7 separate regions of the Mus musculus genome follow, and all the other regions are linked to region 4. Evidence: chromatin contacts called from public HiChIP or PLAC-seq and promoter capture Hi-C data. All regions are on one chromosome and are shown on one strand. Each heading gives the region's core, a stretch centred on a gene start, on an enhancer-like site or on the middle of the called end of the contact. The rest is flanking DNA. Distances are from core to core; before and after follow the strand shown.

What was found. Promoter capture Hi-C pulls out the DNA fragments that hold promoters and counts their contacts. HiChIP or PLAC-seq counts read pairs in DNA pulled down with a chosen protein or histone mark. Capture Hi-C pulls out chosen DNA fragments and counts their contacts.
Region 1: a contact with region 4 is called in a promoter capture Hi-C map of hippocampal neurons, with 9 times the contacts expected there. The contact joins the promoter of Ehd2 here to the promoter of Ccdc61 in region 4.
Region 2: a promoter capture Hi-C map of liver shows a contact between it and region 4, with 5 times the contacts expected there. The contact joins the promoter of Napa here to the promoter of Ccdc61 in region 4. A contact is called at or near these places in 2 of 39 promoter capture datasets (embryonic stem cells and liver).
Region 3: a contact with region 4 is called in an H3K4me3 HiChIP or PLAC-seq map of stem cell-derived neural progenitor cells, with 6 times the contacts expected there. The contact joins the promoter of Inafm1 here to the promoter of Ccdc61 in region 4. A contact is called at or near these places in 2 of 115 datasets of contacts at active chromatin or transcription factors (astrocytes and stem cell-derived neural progenitor cells) and 2 of 9 other capture datasets (adipose tissue and liver).
Region 5: a contact with region 4 is called in an H3K27ac HiChIP or PLAC-seq map of epiblast stem cells, with 6 times the contacts expected there. The contact joins the promoter of Zc3h4 here to the promoter of Ccdc61 in region 4.
Region 6: a contact with region 4 is called in a promoter capture Hi-C map of pancreatic islet. The contact joins the promoter of Meis3 here to the promoter of Ccdc61 in region 4. A contact is called at or near these places in 1 of 39 promoter capture datasets (cranial neural crest) and 1 of 9 other capture datasets (pancreatic islet).
Region 7: an H3K4me3 HiChIP or PLAC-seq map of stem cell-derived neural progenitor cells shows a contact between it and region 4, with 9 times the contacts expected there. The contact joins the promoter of Nop53 here to the promoter of Ccdc61 in region 4. A contact is called at or near these places in 3 of 484 Hi-C or Micro-C datasets (B cells, cerebellum and liver) and 1 of 115 datasets of contacts at active chromatin or transcription factors (stem cell-derived neural progenitor cells).

What each region holds. Positions count from the first base shown.
Region 1 is chr7:15,966,167-15,969,504 of GRCm38.p6, reverse strand. Ehd2 (EH-domain containing 2) reads left to right here and starts at 1,970. Exons shown (of 6, transcript NM_153068.3): 1 at 1,970-2,085.
Region 2 is chr7:16,097,291-16,100,576 of GRCm38.p6, reverse strand. It overlaps Napa (N-ethylmaleimide sensitive fusion protein attachment protein alpha), which reads right to left and starts at 1,997. Exons shown (of 11, transcript NM_025898.4): 1 at 1,803-1,997. The coding sequence starts at 1,900.
Region 3 is chr7:16,271,942-16,275,442 of GRCm38.p6, reverse strand. Inafm1 (InaF motif containing 1) reads left to right here and starts at 1,751. Exons shown (of 1, transcript NM_001136270.1): 1 at 1,751-3,430. The coding sequence starts at 2,153. The coding sequence ends at 2,545. Ccdc9 (coiled-coil domain containing 9) reads left to right here. Exons shown (of 14, transcript NM_001382411.1): 13 at 68-187; 14 at 1,027-1,401. The coding sequence ends at 1,130.
Region 4 is chr7:18,908,916-18,912,045 of GRCm38.p6, reverse strand. It overlaps Ccdc61 (coiled-coil domain containing 61), which reads left to right and starts at 1,642. Exons shown (of 14, transcript NM_001033314.3): 1 at 1,642-1,913.
Region 5 is chr7:16,399,732-16,402,928 of GRCm38.p6, reverse strand. Zc3h4 (zinc finger CCCH-type containing 4) reads right to left here and starts at 1,733. Exons shown (of 14, transcript NM_198631.2): 1 at 1,623-1,733. The coding sequence starts at 1,636.
Region 6 is chr7:16,173,536-16,176,786 of GRCm38.p6, reverse strand. Meis3 (Meis homeobox 3) reads right to left here and starts at 1,392. Exons shown (of 13, transcript NM_008627.4): 1 at 1,220-1,392. The coding sequence starts at 1,231.
Region 7 is chr7:15,944,682-15,947,836 of GRCm38.p6, reverse strand. Nop53 (NOP53 ribosome biogenesis factor) reads left to right here and starts at 1,729. Exons shown (of 13, transcript NM_133831.3): 1 at 1,729-2,007; 2 at 2,483-2,547. The coding sequence starts at 1,784. Gm24576 (a long non-coding RNA gene) reads right to left here and starts at 1,744. Exons shown (of 2, transcript XR_391165.4): 1 at 1,537-1,744; 2 at 47-1,376. It also overlaps a transcript of Ehd2 not described here.

The DNA.
Region 1 (3,338 bases), core at 721-3,220, 2.9 Mb after region 4:
AGCTAAGCATTGAAATACATGAATCTCCAGGGCCCAAAACTATTCAAATCACCACACACCCATACACATACCTAGGACTGGGCTTCTAGGTTGATGCACTGGTAACATCTGAAAACAAGGTCTTGTCTGATTGGCTTCGTGGATCATTGTCCGGGGCACTCAGAGCCAGGAGAGACCTTCTGAAAGGCTCAACTCTCATCCTGTTGCCGATACACATGAAAATAAATCTTAAAAATGTAAATAAATATATATAAATTGAGAAAAAAACTTGACTAGTATGCAAGAGGCCCTAAGTTTTTTTTTTTACCATCATCCCATAAACTGGGCATGGTGGTACACACCTGTAATCCCAGCAGTCTGGAAAGTGGTCATTGTGGGCAGGCGACATTTTCAGAAAAGCAACCGTTTGCTTGCTTTGTATGGTGGCATACACCTATGTGTGTGGGGGGCTGAGGCAGGAGAATCGTGAGGGTAATTTGGGCTACTTAGTGTCCAGACTCTATTTTAGAATGCCAAAATAAAGTAAGGCATGTGTCATAGTTAGGGTGTCTATTGCTATGAAGAGACACCATGACCACGACAACTCTTATAAAGGAAAGCGTTTAATTGGGGCTGGCTTACAGTTTCAGAGGTTCAATCTGTTATCATCATGACAGGAAACGTGGAGGTATGTAGGCAGACATGGTGCTGAAGAGGTAAGTTGTACATCTAGGTTGGCAGGCAGCAGGGAGAGAGAGACTGGGCCTGGCTTGATTATTTGACACTTCGATGTCCCCCCTCTACCCCCTACACACGTCCTCCAAAAAGACTATACCTACTCCAACAAAAACACAGCTCCTAATAATGCCAGTCCCTATGAGCCTACGGAGGCCATTTTTATTCAAACTACCACCCCGTGTGCTGTGTCTATGAACTGATGCTGAGAGTGTATGCCTGCACCACCGTGCTGGGCATATTCTGTGCTGGCGATAGAACTCAGGGCTTCATGTATCCTAGATGGGCACTGTACCAACTAAGCCACATCCCTAGCCCCATGGCCTTGAGGTTTCTCCCCCTTGTGTTTTTGTTGGTGGCGGTGGTGTTGGTGGTGGTTGGTTGGTTGTTTTTATAGTAGATACACAGCGTCTCTACTACGTAGCTTTGGCTGGTCTGGAATTTGCTATGAAGATCAGGCTGGCTTTAAACTCATAGAGATTCACCTGCCTCTGCCTCCCAAATGCTGGGATGAAAGGCTTGTGCCACCACATTGGGCCTGTGCACTTACATTTTAATAATTTACTTTTATTTATATGTGTTGGTGTTTTGCCTGCTTTGCACATGTGTGTGTGAGGGTGTCAGATCTTGAAGTTACAGACAGTTGTGAGCTGTTGTAATATGTGTTGTAATGTGAGTTGTAATGTGGGTGCTGGGAATTGAATCCAAGTCCTCTGGAAGAGCAGTCAGTATTCTTTTTTTGGGGGGGGGGTGGAGGTTTTTTTGTTTTAGCTTTTGTTTTTCGAGACAGGGTTTCTCTGTATAGCTCTGCTCTGTATAGCTCTGCTGTCCTGGAACTCACTTTGTAGACCAGGCTGACCTCAGAACTCAGAAATCCGCCTGCCTCTGCCTCCCAAGTGCTAGGATTAAAGGTGTGTGCCACCACGCCCGGCTCAGTCAGTATTCTTAAATGCTGACCATCTAACTCTTCCGTCTTGTACTTAAGATTTTAAAATTACTGTTGTTACAGTTATTTTTGAGACAGGATCCCCGCCCCCCCCCCCACGCGGTCCAGCTGGCTTCAAACTTGCATGCACCACTATGATCAGACAAATTATTGGTAGGCCTGCTGCAGCCTCTGTCAACTTATTTGCTAAGAGAGGGAGCCAAAAGCTGGAGGATGGGGCTCACACTGAACTAAGGAGTGCACGCTCGAACCTGTGCGCGTTTTCACAGTGCCCGCCAGGGGGCGCCCGAGGCTGGCGCGGGCTAGGACAGGGGGCCTGGGGCCCGCCCTGCTCGCCGCTCCTAGCGCACGCGGCCCCACCCGTCTCACTCCACTGCGGACAGGACAGAGCTCGGGCTGCTTGCTCTGCGCTCCCCAGATCCCTGGTGAGTGCTCCCCAAATCCCACCTCTCACCCTCGCTCCCCTCTGTAACAGTCTGTGCACTCTCCGTCCCAGTCGCTCCCAATTCCCACACTCCAGGACTACCCCCACCCCTCCTCAAATCTTCCCTCAACCTCCTCAGATCTCCCCAGCCTCTCTTTAGTACTCCGTATAGCCCCCTCCCCCTCCCCCTCCCCCAGTTCTCCCAGTCCCTACCCAGCCTTCATCTTTGAAGACTCCCCCTTTGAAGTGGCCTTCTACCCTCCACACCCATCTCTGCTCCCCTTGGTCCGTCTTGCCACCCAAGAGCCTTCTCTTGCCTCTCGAAGTGCATAGACTCTTCAGCCACCCCTTTTTGAGATGCCCCTCAGCTGCCTCCCTGCCTGGGACATTTCCAGGGTTCCCTCTCTTCATCTATGTCACAGGTTCTTCCGTCCGTTATTTCTCCCACCCCTCCAATCCATTTTCTTTCCACTCTTCCCTTTTCCTTTAAGTCACAATGATTTTATATTTTGATTTGCAACGTTTGGGGTTTTGTTTGTTTGTTTTGATATTTAAATTGTCCCATCTTTGAGTCAGATATGGTGGCACACTCCTTGAACCCCAAGATGTAGAAAGCAGAGGCAGGCAGATCTCAGTCTAAGGCTAACCTGGGCTACATAGGTCCAGGTCAGTCAGAGCTACATAGTGAGAATGTAGGGGGCGGGGATGTCGGAGAGGAAGCTGGTGGTGGAGAGTTCACTGAGAGTCAGAACTGGCTGCTCTTCCAGAGGTAGAGGTAGAGGATGGTCCCGAACTTCTAATCTTGTGTCTGCCTGCCTAGTGCTGAGATTACAGATATGCACTCTGCCCTACATGGTAGCTCAAAACCATCTGTTACTTCAGTCCAGGGGAATCCAAAATTCTTTTCTGGCCCCCAAGGGGCCATGAACATGGAACACAGGCATACATAAAGACACATAAAATATTTTTAATAAAAGAAAAAAAAAAGGAAAAATTGTCTCATCTTTGGCTAAGGAGAGCCATTTCAGGCTGAGTGCTGGGTGGCCTTTGAGCTGACTCAGACTGGCTTGTTCCTTCCTAACCTCCAAGCCCCAGGCCCAGCCCCAGCCCCAGCCCCAGCCCCAGCCACAGCCACAGCCACAGCCACAGCCACAGCCCCAGCCACAGCCACAGCCACAGCCACAGCCACAGCCACAGCCACAGCCACAGCCACAGCCACAGCCACAGCCACAGCTCTGGGACAGCTGCTCTTCT
Region 2 (3,286 bases), core at 748-3,247, 2.8 Mb after region 4:
ATCCAAGCCCATGCTCACAGGCTTCATCTATGTCCAGCCCCCACCCCCCAAAGTCATGGTCTGCCTTGGAACTCTGCCTGTACTAACTCTTCCTTCAGCAGGCAGGCTTCTGGGCCTTTTCTCAAGCTTCTCCCTTCTGCTGCTCTCCAACTGAGAGTCCCCTAGATCTCCTGCTCAGCCCTGGATGAAAGCCCACCCTCTAAGAAGCCATCTCTGTCCCTGTCCCACCATCCCTGATGCCTAGACTGCCCTCCCAGGCCACTGTTCCCAGCTTCACTCCTCACCAAAAGCCTCCCTCAAGTTCTCAAAGTTTCTTTTCAGCTCAAGAACTTTAAGTGCATGATACAAACGTATACCTTATACCAGAAAGCTCTGCTCTACCAGTGGCTGGGAAGTGGTAAACAGGTGGACACACAGCTGCTCCCCTGGGAGCAGCCCAACTCTACACTTATCTCTCTGGGCCAAAGAGATCAGACACTGAGCCATCAGGAAAACTACTGCTGAAAACTGAGCGGGAGGCACCGCCCCAACACCACGCCTAACCTGAACTTCTTCCCTTGTGAAGACTGAAGAAACACACACACACACACACACACACACACACACACTCACACTCTCTCTAATGAAACATTCTCATCTAACTGACATAGCCTGTCATTAACCAGATGTCTGTGCAGCAGGTATAAACATTTTTCAAGTTCCTTTGCTAAACATTATCTGATGGCAAACAACAAGGGATGGCTTCATCCTCTCCCTCCCCTTCATGTCTTTCTGTCCTCACCCAGCTTATAACAGTCTCTCCCAGAGCTTTCCCCAACTTCCTGGTTGTCTTCTGTATCCTTCCATCCTTGCTTTGGAGGCTTCTGATTTTGTGTCCTACCCCTGCACAGCTCTTCCTCAACACCTGCCTGGACCTTTCCCCAGTGTTCCTCTCTGCCTGTTCCTTCAAGAGCTTTGCCTGCTGCCATGTAGTGTCGTCTCCCCCTACCCCCTCCTATATCCCAAGGCTCTGGCCCTCTCCCCAGACCCCTCAAGCACTCCAATTCCTACCATCTTGGTTTCCCCATCAGCATCTTACACTCTCTGAGTCTGCTTCTTCCTGCCTGATGAGCCTTTCAGAGGGCCAGACTCAATTCTGAGCACAGTACACATAGTTTATACTCATAACAAACTTCTGCAGTTAGTTTTTACCAACAAGCCCTTTCAGAGAGACCTACTCCCTTAAGATAAAGAAACCTCGGAATCGCATCCCAAGCATGGGTTCTGCTGCTCCTAAGTTAATATGGCTGAAGATGGCAAACTTGCATAAACTTTGTGTGAGGTATTTGCCACCTCCTGGGTGTGTTCAGACTCCAGACTTGAGGACCACCTAGTAGGCGGTGGTCCTACCACCCTAATGATTCTCTTGTGTGCCTCATCCTCCCATCACCATTGTCTTGGCTAAAACCAGTGTCACTGTCCATTCATGCTTGTTCCCCAAGCACAAGTCTCCACCTCTCAGTCCAGGCCTCGCCATCAGTCACTCTTAGCAGGGCCCCACTCACCCTCACACCTCGTACTCCGGCTCATCATGCCCAAGGACGCCCCAGCCCGGGTCCCCTCGGTCTGGTGTCCTCACCCCGGCAGCCTGGGCCGCACAGATCCACGGGCACCGGCCTGGGAAAGGCGCGGCCACCAGTCAGCGGGTGTCGTCAGCCATAGGGCCACGGCCAGGGCCTGCAAGGCCGCTGAGGGGCTCCCAAAGTGCAGAGCAGAAGAGCCCGCTCTTCCCCGCCTTGGGCCCAGCCTCGCCCATTGCTCACCCAAAGAGGCCGGAGAAGAAGGACTGCGAGTTCTTCACCTTGCGCTCCGCTTCAGCCAGCAGCGCCATAGCCTCAGCCTGCTTCCCGGAGTTGTCCATGACGTCGCGCAGCTGCTCGGCTCAGGCCCGACACAGCCTGGCGACGACTCACAGGCCCCGGACACCGCGCACTCAGCGGAGCTCCGCCCGCTGCGTTGACGTCACCCAGGCCTGCCACCCCACGTGAACCCTGCGAACCAACCAGTGGGCTCAAGCTGCGAGGCACTCTCCTCCCGGCACGCCCCCTCCGGCTACCGCACTCAGCACCTTGACCCCCCCCCCCCCAACACGTGAGCACACGCCGCTAGCCTCCTGGAACCCCCACAAGCGCATTGCCACGTGACACCAAATAAGCCAATCATAAGCCCGAACCGCCAAGAGCCCACCGCCCCCAAAGCGCGACCTTTGACTCCCTCCAACCAATCAGCAGGCTCTATAGACTTGTTCTGCCACGCCTCGGCGGAACTGGGTCACACTAATCACCTGACCAGTGTCGCGGCGCTCATGTGACGCCTCTAGGTTCATGCTCCAGGTTTGACTGACCCAGCAGTTTAGCTCCGCCTCCTGTTTCGCTTTACGTCATAGTCACTTGGGAAAAAACTGTGCAGTGAAAACGAACCTTCTTACTCCCTCTGGCGATCGTCTCTAGAATTGGCTTGGGGAATCCAGAAGGTCTCCATTTCTAGCTGGATGGCTCAGCTGCTAAAGGCATTTGCTACCAAGTTTAACAACCATATTCCTATTCCTGGGACCCACATAGTAGAAGGTGAGAACTAGCTCCTCCAAATTGTTCTCTAACCTACACACACAATGCCTTTAGGGAGTATCTTGCAGTGCCACACACAGAATGTCACTAGATACTCAGTCCCATGTAAAAAGCTGGGTGTGTCAGCGGGCACCTGTAACAGGAATGGGTGGGTGGGAGACAGGCATATGCCTGGAGCTTGCTGGCCAGCCAGTCTGGCAGAATCAATGAGTTCCAGGGCCAGAGAGAGACCTGGTTTCGAAAACTAAGGTGCAGAACAACTGAAGAAGACTCCTGACATCAACCTCTGGCCTACACACACACACACACACACACACACACACACACACACAGTTAAAAATTAGTGGAAAAGTCTAAATAAAGCATGGACAGTCAGTTATTGACAGTGGTTCAGTATCTGTACTAAATACACTATGCTATAGTAAGAGCAACATCTTACTATAGGACAGAAACTGCTATGTGGGAACTAGCATAGGCTAGTTTTCTGTAAATCTACAGTTATTCTAAAGGTCAGTCCCCAGGGCCCTGCCCACAGTGATTCCAATCCCTATAGTGTGCTGTGGTGCAGGAATCTGTATCTCTTCTTTACTGAACTTCGCTGATTAGCAGGGAACATTTGAGGAAAGTGTTATGTGAGTTGGGTGTTGGGGACAGGAAAAGGCAAAAGACATCTTCCTCTG
Region 3 (3,501 bases), core at 502-3,001, 2.6 Mb after region 4:
CCTTGCTCCCCTCATATGGAGAGACATTTGGAAAAGGAGGGGCTTGACTGAGCCTCCCCTTCTCCAGGAGGTGACCAGCCACCCCTTGCCTCCTTGGAGAGCGGGCCCAGCTTGGCAGGAACCCCGAAGTCTTCTGAAGAAGAGGGGCCTGAGGCATCTCCAGGTGGGATGCATGAAGCTGGTGGAGGTGGGTGGCCTGCTTGCCTTCCTTGGGGAGGGAAGGGCTTGGGGATAGAAAAGGAGTGGGTCCTGTGAGGGCTTAGAACAGGGCATGAGCTGAGTCAGGTGCTGTGCTGGGTTTGGCCTGGAGTCAAGCCTTTGGGGTGCAAAGGGTGGGCCCTAAGGCCCCAGCCAATAGAAATTGTGAATAACTTTGAACGCTGGGCAAGGAAGAAGTTGGGCTCAGGGAAGGAGCTAAAAGTGGGATTTGAAATCTGAATATTCCCAGAGGTAAGAGGGTGACGCGATAGGATTTTGAGCTTGAAACTGGATTTTGGTTAGAGATCCTGTAAAAGTAAAACATGGTTAATTAAAGGTAGGAACGACTTTAACTAATGAATGAGCCGGCTCTTAAGACTTATCTGAAGGCAGGGTTAGCGGTTTTGGGTCAGACCATAGTGGGATTTTAGATCCCACGTAGTAGAAGCAAGAGACTGATCTTGGTCACTTTAACGTGATCAGCCAGGTTACTGCTTGTGTTCATCTTTTAGTTCCCCTGCAGTAGAATAAGATGTGGAGCAGAGGCCAGGAAAGGCTGTCAAAGGAATAGTGAGAGTGGAAGCCAAGGACATCTTCGGAAAGGGGCCAGGCCAAACAGGATAGTTTGGGGTCCTGGGAGGAGTGGATGAGCTCATTACACTAGCACTTCCCAGTAGTCAACAGGGTTAGATTGGAGGGGCTCCTGCTTCAGGGGCCTCCTGAGGGTCGAGTAAGCTGGAGGCCAAGTTGTAGGTGGGTTTGACTGAGGTGCGGGATAGGGTGGGTCGGGCAGGCTGGTCCTCCATTTACCGCTTTTTGTCTCCTTAGAGGTGGGCCCCGAGGGCCAGGAGACGGCGGAGATCACAGACTTCCAGAGGGTGCGTTTCTGCAAGGTGGTGGCGGCTGCTCCGCCGCCGGGGGCTGCCCGCTGACAGCGCCAGCAGACCAGGGTGCCTCGCTCTGTACTAACCTTCAGCTCCTCTGCTTCTGCTACACTCCGTCCAGGCCAGGGTTAAACTTAGTGGGGGAGGAAGCAGGTTAGCAACGAGCCCGGCCCGAGGGGAGTCTTCTAAATTCGCTGAGGACCCAGTGGTGCCAGTCCGACCGCACTCGTCTGGTCGAACCCTCGGAGTCAGTCCCTGTGAGGCCTGGGTGTGCAGGAACCTGCAGCTAGGGATTGAATTAAACGCGTGCTACCGCCAACCTTTGAACTGTGCTGCTAGCTGATCAGGCTAGGCTGCTGTGCTTGGCTGGCGGAAGAGGCGGGACGAGAGTGCTCCTCTCATCCTCACACCTCTCTCCTCCCACCCCGCAGGCCGTCTCGCAGTCCTGAAGATGCTGCTGGGAGGGGCGGCAGCGCAGGTTTGCCTGGCTCCCAGGCTGGCTGCTCTCCTCCCTGCAGTCCACCCTGGATCCCTCGCCTCTAGGGAACAGAAGTTTACGCTGGTGCGGAGTTGCTGGGGAAGGGGCCAGCAGGGGTGATGGAGGGAACTGGGTCTCGGAACTCTCGTAGTAGTCCAGGGATGTGAGACTGGGAGGGCCGGGGCCGGGGCTCGGTGGGCGGGGCTAGCGTTCAGAAGCTCCGTAGGCCTCCGGCTTCAACAGAGTAGGAACCTTAGCTCCGGCGGGCAGAGGGATGCTAGTGTGCAGAGCTGCAGTCGGTCGAAGAAGGAAGGGGTTCGATTAGCGCGGAGAGGGCTGAGGTAGAAAACAGGAATAGGCGGTTGGAAATGTGACAGCTAGGGCGGGAGAAGAGCGAGTGGGCGTGGCCTTGAGGGGGTAGAGCTAAGAAATCTTGATAGTGGTGGGTCAGAGGCGGTAGGGGCGTGTCTAGGATGTAGCTGAGCTGGGGGGGGGGTGCTGTCTGACAAGGCGTGGTCCTGGAAGGGGCGTGGCTTGCTTGAGGCGGTCCTGGGGTGGGGGCGGGGTCGGTGCAGGCTGAGTGGGCAGCGCGATGCGGGGCTCGAGCTGCGTGGGCAGTGGTGGCGAGAGCCCGGGTGGTACGGGGCTGAGCGAGGGTCCCCGTGGCCGATGGCTGCGGCTCGCCCCTGTCTGCGCCTACTTCCTGTGTGTGTCCTTGGCCGCTGTGCTGCTTGCTGTGTACTACGGGCTCATCTGGGTTCCCACGCGGCCGCCTGCGGGCCCCGCCGACCCCCTGCCCAGCGCTGCGGCCGCTCCGTGTGCTCGAGCAGCACCGCCCGCCCCGCCTCCGGCCGCACCCGCATCCTGTTTGCTTGGGGCCTCCGGCGGGCCACGACCGCAGCCAGGACTGCCACGGAGTCGCCGCCACAGTCGCCGCCCAGCTCCGGGAGCGACGCGGGAGACCGCGCGCCGAGCGCCTGGATAGTCTGGCCCGCCCCCACCGTGGCCTGCGTCTGTCTATCTGCACCACCGGGCCTCGCCTGCGCGGCGCCGCCTCTCTCCTTGCCGCGGTCCTGATCCTGCCCGACCTTATTCCACCTTGCTCCTTCCCGGGACTCAGCGCTCATCGGCAATAAACTCCAGCCTCAGCTGGCTTACCTGGTCTGTGGTCGTTGGCCTCGGCCGCTGGTCCCTTCTAGCTCCGTGGCCGCGCGGCCTTAAAGGCTTTCCTCTCTCATTGCTCACATGTAATTTTTGGGTTGGAATGGGGAGAAGCGGCTTGCCAGTTTTCGGGGCCATTGAAGGTCAGATACTGTAAAGGCCTTACCAGTTTTCGGGGTGTCATCTCGTATAGCTTCGGAGACAGTGGTGCGTGCTGGAAACTGCAGTTGGTATAGTTTGCAATGGCAGGGGTAGAGGATGTCACCCGTAAGCTAGCTTGTCCTGGTTTGGGTGGTGACATTTGCTGCTTTGGAAGTGTGGAGCATATAGCTGAACCAAACCAAAACTGGTCTGCATTGCTGTTGGTGCCATGTTGAGACTGGTGTAGCTTCTGATAAAGAAGTCATGCGATTGAGTCCATTTTCCCTTACCCATGACTGTGGCTTGGCCGTAGGCAGGCCTGGGATATACTCTGCTGGCCAGCTGCAAGAAGGGGTTTCCTTTATGGCCTGCCTTCCCCCTAGGCTGGACAGCATCAGGAACCTGAGGCCTCTTGTCAGATGGGAGTGTTACCTGTCCTGCTGGTTCCCTTCTGTCCTACCAGCATCCCCCACGGGATGATGTACAGCAATGTACTTAAATCTCTCTGGTCTTGTAAAAGGAAGACAACACATTGTTGCTCAGAATTAAACTAGTGATCGAAACCTGAGAACAGCGTTGGTTTCTGCTCTGTCTCCACTTTGTCCTTCAGCCCTTTCAGAGAGTCACAGCCTGTATCCC
Region 4 (3,130 bases), core at 393-2,892:
CTTCTTTGCAGCTTTCTCTACCACTGAGCCACACCCTCCAGCCCCTCACTGGGGGATTCTAGGCAGGGGCTCTACCACTGAGCCATGCCCCCAGCCCTTCACTGGGGGATTCTAGGCAGGGGCTCTACCACTGAGCCACACCCCAGCCCCTCACTGGGGGATTCTAGGCAGGGGCTCTACCACTGAGCCACGCCCCCAGCCCCTCACTGGGGGATTCTAGGCAGGGGCTCTACCACTGAGCCACACCCTAGCCCCTCACTGGGGGATTCTAGGCAGGGGTTCTACCACTGAGCCACGCCCCCAGCCCATCACTGGGGGATTCTAGGCAGGGGCTCTCCCACTGAGCCTTTGTCTGCCCTTGCACAGATCAGAGGTGAATATTGCAATCTTCCTCAAGGTCTCCACACCTTAATTTTTGAGAACAGGATCTCTCATTGAACCAGGAGCTCACTGAGTGGCTAGGCAGGCTGGCTAGTGAAAGCTTGGTATCCTGTTCTTGTTTTGTTAGGAATAGGGTTACAGATGCTGTGGTCGTGGCACATGCACCCTAACACACACACACACACACACACACACACACACAAAGTGTCATCTAATAAATAAGTAAACTCCTCTAGCCTGATGCCATGGTGTATGTGCCTTTAATCCCAGAACTCAGGAGGTAGAGGCAGAGGCATGGGGGTCTCGGTGACTTCGAGGACAACCTGATCTACGTAGTGAAATTCAGGCTAGCCAAAGCTATAGCGTGAGATATGTCTCAAGACAACTTCAGGAGGTTGGGGAGAAAGAAAAGAAAGAAAAAGAGCACTGGCTGCTCTTCTAAAGGGCCTGGAGCTCAGTTTCCAGCATCCCTAAGGTGCTTCACAACCATTTGTAACTACAGTCCGAGGCTCCTGACGCCGTCTTCCGACCTCTGCAGGCACCAGGCACACGCGTCGTGCACAGGCATACACGCAGGCATAAAACTCACACATATAAAATAAATAAATCTAAAACTATTAAAAAATAACTCCTACTTTGCTGTGTTGAGCTTTAATGAAGCCAGTGCCATGCCAGGCATGGTGGTACAACTCCAGTAATCTCAGTACCGGGAAGGTGGAGGCAGGAGGATCAGGAGTTCAAGGATGCATAGGAGACTAGCTTGGGCCACTTGAGGTTTTGTCATGCATGCACTGACAAAGCCAAGTCTAGCAAACCGATCAGGGTATACTTAGGCTGTCCTTACAGTTGAGAATATCCTCTAAGCCTCCTGACTTGAAGGCTCGGACCTTCCTCTGAGCAAGTTCCACACTCTAGTCAGCCCCTTCCTTCTCTGTGGGCGAGGCCTGCCTTGCTGGGGGTGGTGGGTGTGGTAGGCGGAGTAAAAATGCTATTTCCGGGATCCTCCTTCTACTCCAAGGGACCACCTTTTTCTTATGATTGGCAGAATATCTACCCAATAATCACTAGAAACAGACTGTAAACCTCGGAGGTCTCCCCACACGTGTTAGTAACGCCTCTTCCAAATAGACCAATTGTAAACTTCGGAAGGCGGGTTCTCCCATGGGGGCGGGACAGAGTGACGGGCGTCGCTTTTGACTTATGGAAACATGGCTGCCTGTAAGATCAGACCAATCAGAAGTGAGAAGGCCGGATGTGGGCGGAGCTGAAACTTCGGCGGTTGAACCGCTCGTGAAGATCGAGTCCGTGGAGGTGAAGAGCGAGTACGCGGGTGTGGGCGCGGGCTCCAGGCGCGGGCTGCAGGCGCGGGCAGTGGGGAGTCCCCAGAGCACCGATTCTTTCACGCAGGTGGACGCCAGAACCTATGCAAGCTGGAGATTTCACGGGGTCTTTAATGCATCATGTTGTCGCTCGCGAGATACGCGGCTAGAACTTAGAGAACCCTTACCGAATACTGCACTAGAGCTTGTAAGGTAGAGTTTTATTTTATATATATTACACCCCACGAGGTGCGGAGGGGGTGTCCTCGAGATGCCGTAGGTTCTGAACTTGAGTTGGTTTGGAGGATGGAGGCAGGTGAAGACAAGGCAGGGTTGAGGTTCCAGGGTTGAGGGTGTGTTCCTACCCTACGGACCAGAGGCGTTTACTGTGTGCAGGCTCTGAGCAAGTTATTTGTCGTGAAATCACTTTTAATTCTCGCTTTCTTTGCAGTGCTAGATGACAAACTTTGAAATGTTAGTCAATAGTTCTACCACTGCTGCCGAGGTCGGGAACGAGTCTTATGTTTTGTTTTTGAGACAGTGTCTCGCCTTTTTTCCTTGAACGCATAGAAATTATTGTGTGTTCACACAAGTGTGTGATGGGAGGGGGATTCATATCACAGGATGGGTGTGTAGTGACAGCTTTGGAATTTTGGTTCCTTTAAAAAACACAGAAATATTATAAGAATATGTTTTCATTTTAATCCCAGGTGTACCTGTTTTGGACAGTTCTCAGCTTACTATGATTTGCCGCTTGCTCTAGCAGAAGTGTGTTTTTGCCAGCTGCAGATAATTTTTTTTTCGATTGTGTGACATTTGGAATTTTGGGAACATTTTAGAGAGCATATAAATGTTAGGGCCCCCAAGAAGCATGTGTGCCTGTATGTGTATGTGCATGTGTGCAGGGTTGTTGGTCATTTAGGAAGGTTGGTTGTGGTTTGTTAGTAGTCACGGTCGAAGAAGAAACAAAAGGAAAGAAATTAGATTCAGGGGTTTTCCTAATTCCTCTCTTCCCCTCTATCCTTGTTTTCTCTCCTATCTAGTATTTAGGGGGTGAAAATGGGAGATAAAGCCTGGGGGAAAGAACCCACAAAGTAGCAAGGACCAGCTATATGGCTGTGGCTGTGGAGGTCGGACAACAACACTGGGTTGGTTCTCTCCTTCCACCTTTCTGTGGATTCTAGGGGTCAAGCTCCGCTCTTTGGGTTTACACAGCAGGAAGCTTTACCCATTGAGTCGTCTGGACAGCCCCTCTGAATGAACCCTGAAGTGTCATAACGCATCCTACAGTGGCACACCTTTGTAATCCCAGGACTGGGCAGCTGAGGCGAAGGACTGGCAGTTTGAGATCAGTCTGGGTCACAGGATGAGCTTGGGGCTCGTTTTACCTAAAGAGGGAGACCTTGTCTCAAAACAAACCTAGAGAAGAG
Region 5 (3,197 bases), core at 484-2,983, 2.5 Mb after region 4:
CACTGAAAGGATGTGCAAGTCTAAAAGGGCTCAATAGGTTAGAATCCTGATTTGAACATAATAAATCCACTCTCAAGCATCACTTTGGTCTAAAGGCGAGGAGTAAGCAGGCAGGAAAGGGACTAAAAGAGGGAGATAATTGAATTACTCAATAAAAGAGGCTACTTACCATCCCAACCCATTGTAAGACATACACTTCTGACATAAGAGAACTCCTTAGAGGTCGGATAAAGCTTGCAAGCACCTTTGAGTAAAGCACCTGCCCCCGAGGGGACCAGGAAGCCCAACGTGGGCTTAGCGAACAGACCTCCGCTAATCTGTTTATTTCCTTGACTGCGAAGGGCTGCGATTCCCAGGACGATACATTTAATTAGAACAAAACAGGAAAAAAAAAATTGTAAAAAAAGCTCACCAAACTGCTGCACCTGTGTCTTTGAATGTGGGTGGCATTTCTTTTAAAAGGCAAAGGAGGGTCTGTGAAGGAGAAAGGGAGAACAGGAGGTGGGAGTGGGGAGAAAGGGCTGAGACCCATGGTCTGAAGGGGTCCTCTGCGGTTCCCTGACGGCTGCGAGCGAGGCTTCTGTCTAGCGCATTCTCCACCCTACCCCCACCCCCGCCTGCAAGACTAGCTTTTCTGCTCCCTGAAACCCACCTATTTTCAAACCTACTCACTCCAGCTCCCAGGAATCAGCAAACTATGTACCCCTTATCTTTCGGCTCCAGCAGGGCAAAAATGGCCCCAAACCTCTCATCCTCAAAACACGCAGGGCTGGTCCCATTATCACCCGCCAGAGAAGGGCGTGGGGAACCCATTTCGCACTAGAGGACAAGAGGCGCCACAGTTCACGTCCTGCCAAAGCACACGGGGGAGATCTTTGCTCCCAAGGGGGCGATTGCACCCTGTTTTGCCCCAAAGAGGGGGCGATGCCCGGAGAAAGCGGTGGCCAACTTCCTCTACTATCCAATGCAGGAAAAGCAACCTTCATACAACCCCCCCGCAAAAAAACAAAAACCTTAAAACTAAGGACCCTCCACCACTGACTGTCACCTACCTACAAAAAGAGAGGGACCCCCCAAAAAAAAAAAAAAAACCAATAGGGTTTCCAAAGAAGGTCAGGGGATTTAATCAAAAGAGCTGGAAATGCACCCGTTACCTGCCTGCCTTCTAGGGAGAAGCTAGAAAATACCTCCCGCCAAAAAATTAAAAGTGCACCAGAGCCCCCATCCTAAGGAGTCCTCCTTAGAACGAAAGAGCGAAGGCTGATCCAAACCCCCATTTTTCTGCCTCCGTTAGACTCGGGTACCTATCCAAAATGGACAGGGTATGCGTCCCCCAGGAGAAAGGATACTGTAGGGGATTGGGAAGACCCCCAACTCCGAACCCCTTAAGAGAGGAGCTGCAAGCTGGAGATGCCCCTAAAACAAGAGAATCCGGGGGCCCCTCCCCCAAAAGCCTTCCCCGAAGCCAGGCGACAGGCCGCTGACGGCCAGCTCCCGGAGCAGGGGCGGCCGAGGAGGCTGATGGGCCTCGGCAAGCCCACCCCCTTGGCGGCCCGTGCCCCGGGCGGGCGGACGGACCGACAGACCGGCGGGCGCGGGGGGTCCGGGGGGCGCCTCCTCACCTTCCCCTCAGCATGGCGCCCAAAAAAAGACAGAGCGAGAGCGAGGGAGAGCGGGCGAACGCCGCGAGGGGGGGCAACGCATGAGGCCGGGAGAGAAAGCGAAGCGAGAAAGAGCGAGCGAGCTAGAGACACCCACCGACCCCGCCCTTCCTCCTCCTCCTCCTCCTCCTCCGCGGCCCGGCCCAACATGGCGGCCGTCCCCTTCCTCCTCCTCCTCCCCCCCTCCCACGGGGGACGCTGCCCGGCCCAGGCCGGGGGGCCTGACCTGTCGTCAGGGAGCGGGAGGCGGTGGTGGAGGAGGTGCGGGGTGGCCGCGCGGCCGTCGGGGGAACACGGAGGAGGCGAAGGCGTTGATGGCGGCGGTGGCGATGGCGGCGGTGGCGACTCTGATGGCGGCGGCGGGGGGGTCCCGGGCACGGCCTCCATCGTTCCTTTGAGGGGGAGGGGATGTTAATGCACCAAAAAGGACTGCTTGGGCGTGGCGGGAGGGGCACACTTCAGCGCTCCGGGGCCTCCTGATGGGAACTGGGCATATAGATACATAGATCGATATCGAGTATTTTTTTTTTCGGTTTCGGAGTCACCTCTGAGCCGACTTCCACGTAGGCCGCGAGGCCTAGGCCCCGGCAAGGCCGCCCGCCGCCTGCTTTCTCCGCAGCCTGGCCCTGAGGTCACTCGCTCACGGGCACGGGACCCTCATCGGGACGAGAGGTCCCCTTCCGCCACACACGCACGCACACACACACGCGGCCCCCCAAGGCCTGAGACCCGGGGGACACGGACACTGGTGGGTGGTTGGGTGTAATTAGCGCGGGCCCGCGCGCGACGGAGCAAGCGAAGGGAAAGGGGGGGAGAGGAGAGCGAGCAGGGGGGATGGTTAAAAAAAAATCGGGGAGAAGAGGGATCGGGCTATGGAGATGGGCCGACTGTCTGCCCGCCCTAGATGCCCCAGCTGCCGGGCCCCCGCCGCGGTCAGGAATTCACACAAAATGGCGGCACAGCCGGGACAAGCACGGAGGCTGAAGCCGGAGGAAGGGCGTGGAGGGAGGGGGTAGCGGAGAGGCCGGAGGAGCGTCACGTGGAGAAGGGCAGAGCCAGCCCGCCCGAAAGTCGGCGAAAAGAGCCGAAGCGGAAGGGCGAGGCGGAGGAGAGGGCACGGAAAGAGCCGAACACAGCTGAGATTAACGAGACTCTGAAAAAAGCCGGAAAGAGCCGAGGGAAGATCTAGGTCACTGCAGCAACGCGGAGCGGATCAGAGACCCACCTAAAGGACCAAGGGTGGTCGTGGGGGCGGGGCTAGGGAAGGCCGGGAGAGCCGGAAATAGCCGAAGCGCTTCGGGATGGGAGAAGCCCCCCCCTGGGGGGGGGCGAGGCGAGAGTCCGGAAAGAGCCGAAGTCAGGGAAGGGATCCCGGGAGGAGGCGGAAGTAGCCGAAATACATTGAGCGGAGCGAATAGGAATTAGCGAATAAGCTGAACGGGTGGGGCTAGAAAGGCGATTAATTAACTCAAGGGTAAATGACTTTCAGGAACTCGCCCCCAAAGCAAGCGAGAAGAGCCGAAAATTGCTAGTTTG
Region 6 (3,251 bases), core at 143-2,642, 2.7 Mb after region 4:
CTCACTGGGGGATTCTAGGCAGGGCTCTACCAGCTTTGTTTGGTTTTGAGATAGAATCTTACTTTGCAGCCCATGCTGGCCTGGAACTCAGAGCAATTCTCCTGCTTTGACCTCTGGAGTGCTATTACACTACACACCTCTGAATGTCTTAACAATTTATCACATCCAACATGTAAATTCACCATACCCATATCCACACAGAGTTGGGCACACAGCCGACATGCACATGCATGTGATACATATGCACATGTATGCTATAGGGTAGGTTCTCCAGAGCATGCAGGCTTAGAGCACTACACCCCGAATTGCAAGAGACAACTACACACACACACACGCACACACACACAGAGAGAGAGAGAGAGAGAGAGAGAGAGAGAGAGAGAGAGAGAGAGAGAGAGAGAAACATTCACATATACTTACACAGAGAGACAGAGACAGAGACAGACAGACAGTCAGTCAGTCAGTCAGAGCGCACCTAGCACCAAGTTGGAATTGAATGAATGAGGAAATGAAAGACATTTAGCACAATCAGACAACAGTCAATAAATACATTTGGGGGAGGGTAACCCTATTCTACCATGCAAACAGTCCCAACCAGAAACAAGAGTATAGGAGCCAGATTTCTGGGTCCTCCTGTTACGGAATCACAATGGGGCAGCAGGACCTTTGATCTCCAGGTAGAAGACGGTTCTTAGCAGTGGGGAGACTGGGGCGCCAAGAGGCAAAGGGCTCACTGGTATGAGGCAGAGGGTCCTGTGTTCTCCAGCCGACCTGGGCGCACTGGGCCATCTGGGTGGCTGTCACTCCTCTTTTGCTTCCGCAGGCTAACTTCTCTAAGCATCCTGAAGTGAATTCACCTGCTCCCAGCTGCCCACCGTGAACCCAGACGATGGGGTCTTTACCTCCTGCCAGGTTCGTCTCCAAACCTCCCTACACTCAGGGCTCGCATCTCTCCCCTGCTCTCCCTTGTCTGGCAGCTTGGTGAGATGTCCCACCCCTAACCCCAGGGTGGGTCTCAGACAACAGAAGCCTGGGGAAAAGCAGACAGGAAGAGGGTAGAGATGGGGAAGACCCAAGAGATAGAGGGAGTAGGGGAGGGGGGGTGAGGGGGAGAGAGTGACAGAGAGGAATAGAGGGAGGGGCAGAAGGAACTCTAAGGGGCAAAAAGGGACATTTAGAGGCAGAAAGAGGCTCAGGGCGGGACGGCACAGTCACCTACCCTCCGGGCCATGAGCCGGCGCCGCCTGTCCTGGGCTCGGGAGGTCACGGCCTGGAGCTCATCGCGGCAGGAGGTCCCCGAGGTCCCCGCCGGGTGCCAGGGTCTCCGAGTGGCCAAGACCCGCGGATCGCGGCCGAGGGTGGCGGCGGCTCCTCCGCTCACACGGGCCCGGCCTGTGTCACATCCGGAAGTTCACGCGGAGACGCTTAACCCGCTGTCTGCCGGAGCGGGGCCTCCTCCCGAGCGGCCCCTCTCCTGTCTTGTCCCTCCCCTCTCCTCTGAGTCCCCTCCTCCCTCTCCTTCTCTGCCTCCCCTTCTTCCCTCCGTGCTGTCCCCTCCCTCCTCCTCTCCTCTTCCTGGACTCCAGGTCTGCCTCCACCCACCTTGGCCTTTGTATGTCAGATTCGCGGGGTCTTGTGTCTGGAGCTTCCCGCGGTCCCCACCCTCCCTCTTGGTCCTCACTGCTTCTTGCTCTCTCCCTGCCTGGCCGCCAGGGGTCTGCAGTAGCTTTTTGCCCCTCCTCTCTGGTCACTCTTCTGTCTCTGTCTCTCCTGTCTAACCATGAGACGGGATTAAAGCAAACCAGGCACAGGAAAGAACCAAGCTTATATTTTCGTTTGTCTTCTTGCTCCGTTTCTGTCCCTTGTCTCCCCTGGGGGGACAAGGGGGCTGTCGGCCCGAGGCTCCAGTGTGTGTCTAGAAGTGGCAAAGTATTGAGCTGCTGTGCTTCCCTCAGGGATGTGTGTGCCTCTGTCCTTCTGAGCCCTGTGTTCAGGAAGGCCCTTAGCCTGGATGAAGCCCTCTCAGCTGCCCCTAGGGGAGCAGCCTGGGACCTCCGAGCCTTGCGGGGGTGGGAGGGTGGGGGTGGGGTGGGGTGTAAATCGTGGGTCTAGCCACTGAGGCGGTGCAGACAAAAGCTGTCAGTCAAACCCCAAGACAAGCTTTGGAGTGAAATTCCAGTGGCAAAAAGTAATTGTGCCGGGTGTGTGTGGTACTCAGGGAGACTGAGGCAGGAGGAGCATGAGTTGGATGCAAGCCTGCTTATACGGTAAGATTCTGTCTCCAAAAACCAGAGGAAAAGAGGAGGATGTGGGTTGGGGGAGGAAGAGGAAGGAAGGAAAGAAAGGGAACCTGAGAAAGGGACAGAGAAGGGAACAGAATCAGAGAGAGAGAGAGAGAGAGAGAGAGAGAGAGAGAGAGAGAGAGAGAGAGAGAGAGAGAGAGAGAGCGCAGAGAGTGGAGGCAGCTGAGAGCCTGCTCACTGACTCTCTCACTGTTGGTGGTGTGAGCCCCGCTGGGCTAGCTGGAGGTACATTTTATGACTCCCATAAACAGGCCTCGCACTCCTTCATCTTCTCTGCTGGAAATAAAACAAAAGCCAGGGCAGGGGTGACAGGTGGGGAGGGCCTGAGAGGCTATGGAGGAGGGAGGACCCTGCTTCTTCTCAGCTCCTCTTATTGTCCTGAGTGTGCCCCTCTTTCTCCTCACCCTGTTCTGTCACCTGGGACACCCACAGATCCTGATGGAGTCCAGACCTTTCTCTAACATGCCTTTCACTCTCTGCAACAAACCAGGGCTCTAGATTTCAGGGGGCCTTGCCTGACTGTGGGCTTATCACACTGAGTGGGGTCCCCCTTCAGGTTTCCCCACTTTGGCCCTTTGAGGCTGGCGGGGAGTGGGGTTAGCTACACACATGTACCCCAACATAGGTACTGTGAGGTAGAAGATTAATCGAAGTAACTTTCAATTAAATGTGTAAAGACCCTGCCAGCTCTTCCCTCCCTGACTACCCTCATTGGAGATTTGTGGAGGGGAACACAGCAGTCTAGGGTCACAGCATTGATTTGTGTCTTGGGGCAGTCACCTTTGTCCTCATGGGACTGGATTTTTGGGTAGGGGGATGGCAGGGTCTCATGTGACCCAGGGTAACAAACTCTCTATGCAGTAAAGGGTGACCTTGATGCATGATCTTCCTGCCTCCCGAGTGCTAGGATTCATTGCTGTGCCCGATTCAGAAGCTGAGCCTGAGCCA
Region 7 (3,155 bases), core at 480-2,979, 3.0 Mb after region 4:
GATAAGTTTAACCGCTGAATAATCTCTCCAGGCCAATTACTCAGCCTTTTTTTTGTTAAGTTTTGGGAACTTAAATTCAGGTCTTTATTGTTTGCCCAGAAAGCTCTCTTACCCACTGAGCCATTCCCCAACCCTTGTTTTTCATTTTGAGACAGTCTCTCTACCCTAAACTCATTCTGCTGTCCAGGGTGGCCTATGAACTTGCCATCCTCCTGCCTCAGTGCCTCTTGAGTAGGTAGGTAAGGTTAAAAATGAACAGCACTACCCAGCTATTTTTTTTTCTTTTAGAGTGTGTGTGTGTGTGTGTGTGTGTGTGTTTTATACAGGCAATTCCATTGGCCTGCTTTCAGGGACCCAGCCAGTGCTTACATCATGACCTACGGCAGCCAGATGTACCAGTAGATGTAAGGACCCACCTGCCACCCCAGCTCTCTCTCTCTGATCTCCACCACCAATGTTCCCTCTCCTTCTCTGTCCCCTCTCTCTGCCCTCATGATTCTGCCCCCCATCTGTCTGCCTGTCTATCTGTCCACTTGTCTGCCTCTGTCCCTTCACCAAGTCCCACAGTACTCTTGCGTTCCCCCCAATAAACCTTTACACTAGGTCTGTTTTATGGTGTAACTTCTCAGGGGTACACCTTGGCCAGGCCCTCCAAAAATACTCCCTTGCCACATTATATTTCATAACGGCGTGTAAGCATATATGCCACCACAGCATACCTTGTGAAGGTCAAGAACAAACAGCTTGCAGGTATTGGCTTTTTCCAACATATGGGTTATGAGGATTAATCTGAGGCTTGGCAGCAACAGCCTTTCTCTACTGAGGTATCTTGGCAGCCCCACACCCAGCATCTTCTTTAATAAAAAGAGTTAAAGAAAATTTGACTGGACTCCGTCCCTTGGCAGTTACTATTTGGGAAGGAGGGGTGTCCTTCAATGGCATACACACTGGTCAGTTGCCTCTGATCTAGTAACTAACTCTTCACTCATTGCTGGTACAAAAAATCCTAGTAAATCCAGTACGTCACAAAACTACAAAGACACAAGGGAGGAGGGCATTTGGGGGAAAGAAGGGTAGTTCAGTAGGAGTGAGAAGGCAAAGGGAAGCAAAAATGGCAAGGCACGTATGAAACTGGTCTACAGAGTGAGTTCCAGGACAGCCAGGGTTATACAGAGAAACCCTCTCCCGAAAAACCAAACCAAGAAAGCAAGCAAGCAAGCAAGCAAACAAAAAACTTGTATAACTAACAAAATGGTTTGAGTAAAATTTTATGATACCGGGTAAGGTAAATTACTCAGAGTGAGAACCAAGAATCCACATAGCCTACTCCCTACCAACCCGAAATTGCAGGTCGAATCTCTGAATTCGAGGTCAGCCTGGTCTACAGAGTGAGTTAACAGACAGCTAGGCTACACAAAGAAACCCTGCCTTTTGTTGTTGTTGTTTTGTTTTTTCAAGACAGGGTTTCTCTGTGTAGCCCTGGCTGTCCTGGAACTCAGTCTGTAGACCAGGCTGGCCTCGAACTCAGAAATCCACCTGCCTCTGCCTCCCGAGTGCTGGGATTAAAGGCGTGCGTCACCACGCCCGGCTCGAACATTTTTAAAATAAGAAGAGACTGAACGTGATGATTTATCCTTTTGCCAAGACGTAAAACTCTCTATGTAAAAACTACGCTTTATCAAGATGGTCGCAAACAGGAAGTGCGTCATATTACGTCACTCGAGACGCGCACGTTCCAAACCGGATATCGGAGTTAGAGCGACTAAGCTCTTCCTTTAAGAAGATGGCTGCGGGTGGTAACAGGGACGGTGAGAAGCGCGGCTCGAGAAGCCAGGCGGACTCTGGCTTCCTGGGGCTGCGGCCGACCTCGGTGGATCCCGCTCTGAGGCGGCGGCGGCGGGGCCCCAGAAACAAGAAGCGCGGCTGGAGGAGGCTCGCCGAGGAGCCGCTGGGGTTAGAGGTCGACCAGTTCCTGGAAGACGTCCGGCTACAGGAGCGCACGACCGGGTACGTGGGGCGGGACTTCCGGTGGCGTGGCCGTGCGCTTTGCGACCTGGTGCTAGACGGACCGGGCATCCCGGCTCGGTGTGGGAGACCTATCAATAGTATCTTTAACAAATAAGCGTGCGAAAATCCCAACAAAGTTTAAGTTTTCCCCTAGTTTTTTTTAAAATTTGAAACAGGGCCTCACTATGTAGGACGACCTGGCACTCGGTATGTAGACAAGCCTGGCTCCGAACTCAAGTTTCCTCTGCCGCCGGAGTGCTGGCATTAAAACCTTTTGCTACAGAGTTTGAATTTCAAGTGAAAGAGAATAAAGTACGTTCACCCCATCGTGGTACATTTTAAATTCTGTGTGAAAGCTCCAGGTGTAGCCCATGGTTTGAGGAAGAGTTGGGATGGGCCCAAAAAGTTAGACCCCTAAGGGTCTGTTATCTTTCCAGCATTACTTTGGCAAATAGTCTGCATTTTTATCCTTCAGTGGCTTGTTGGCAGAGGCCCCAAACGAAAAGCTCTTCTTCGTGGACACAGGATTCAAGAGAAAAGGTGAGGAGTGCTCTTATGAAGTTGTGTGCTGGTGGTTCTCTGAGTCTTGCACCCGTGAGATCTGCATTGATGACATAATTTAAAGCAAAGCACACACACACACTCTCTCTCTCTTTCTCTCTCTCTCATTTTGGAAACAGTCTTGATCACAAGTTTGGAGGGGAGGGGGGATCGAGACAGGGTTTCTCTGTGTATCCCTGGCTGTCCTGGAACTCACTCTGTAGACCAGGCTGGCCTTGAACTCAGAAATCCACCTGTCCCTGCCTCCCCGAGTCAGTGCTGGGTGTGGTTCATCACCACAGTCTTACCATGTATACCATATTGGCCTCAAACTTAGATCTGCTTGCCTCTGCCTCCTGAGTGCTGGAAATAAAGGTATGCTTTACCACTGGAGACTAGAAGGGGCAGTCTTTAGTATAAAGAATTACTTTGAATGGCTTTGAAACAAGCTTGAGATGATTAAGAAAGGTGACCTGTTGTTCATTTTTGTTTGGTTTTATTGAGCTGTATCATTCAGCTTTTTTTTTTTTTGTCCCCCTTCCCCAAAGAATATGATAGCAAGCATGATAACCCACAACGTTAATTTCTCTGAGTTGCAGGCCAGCCTG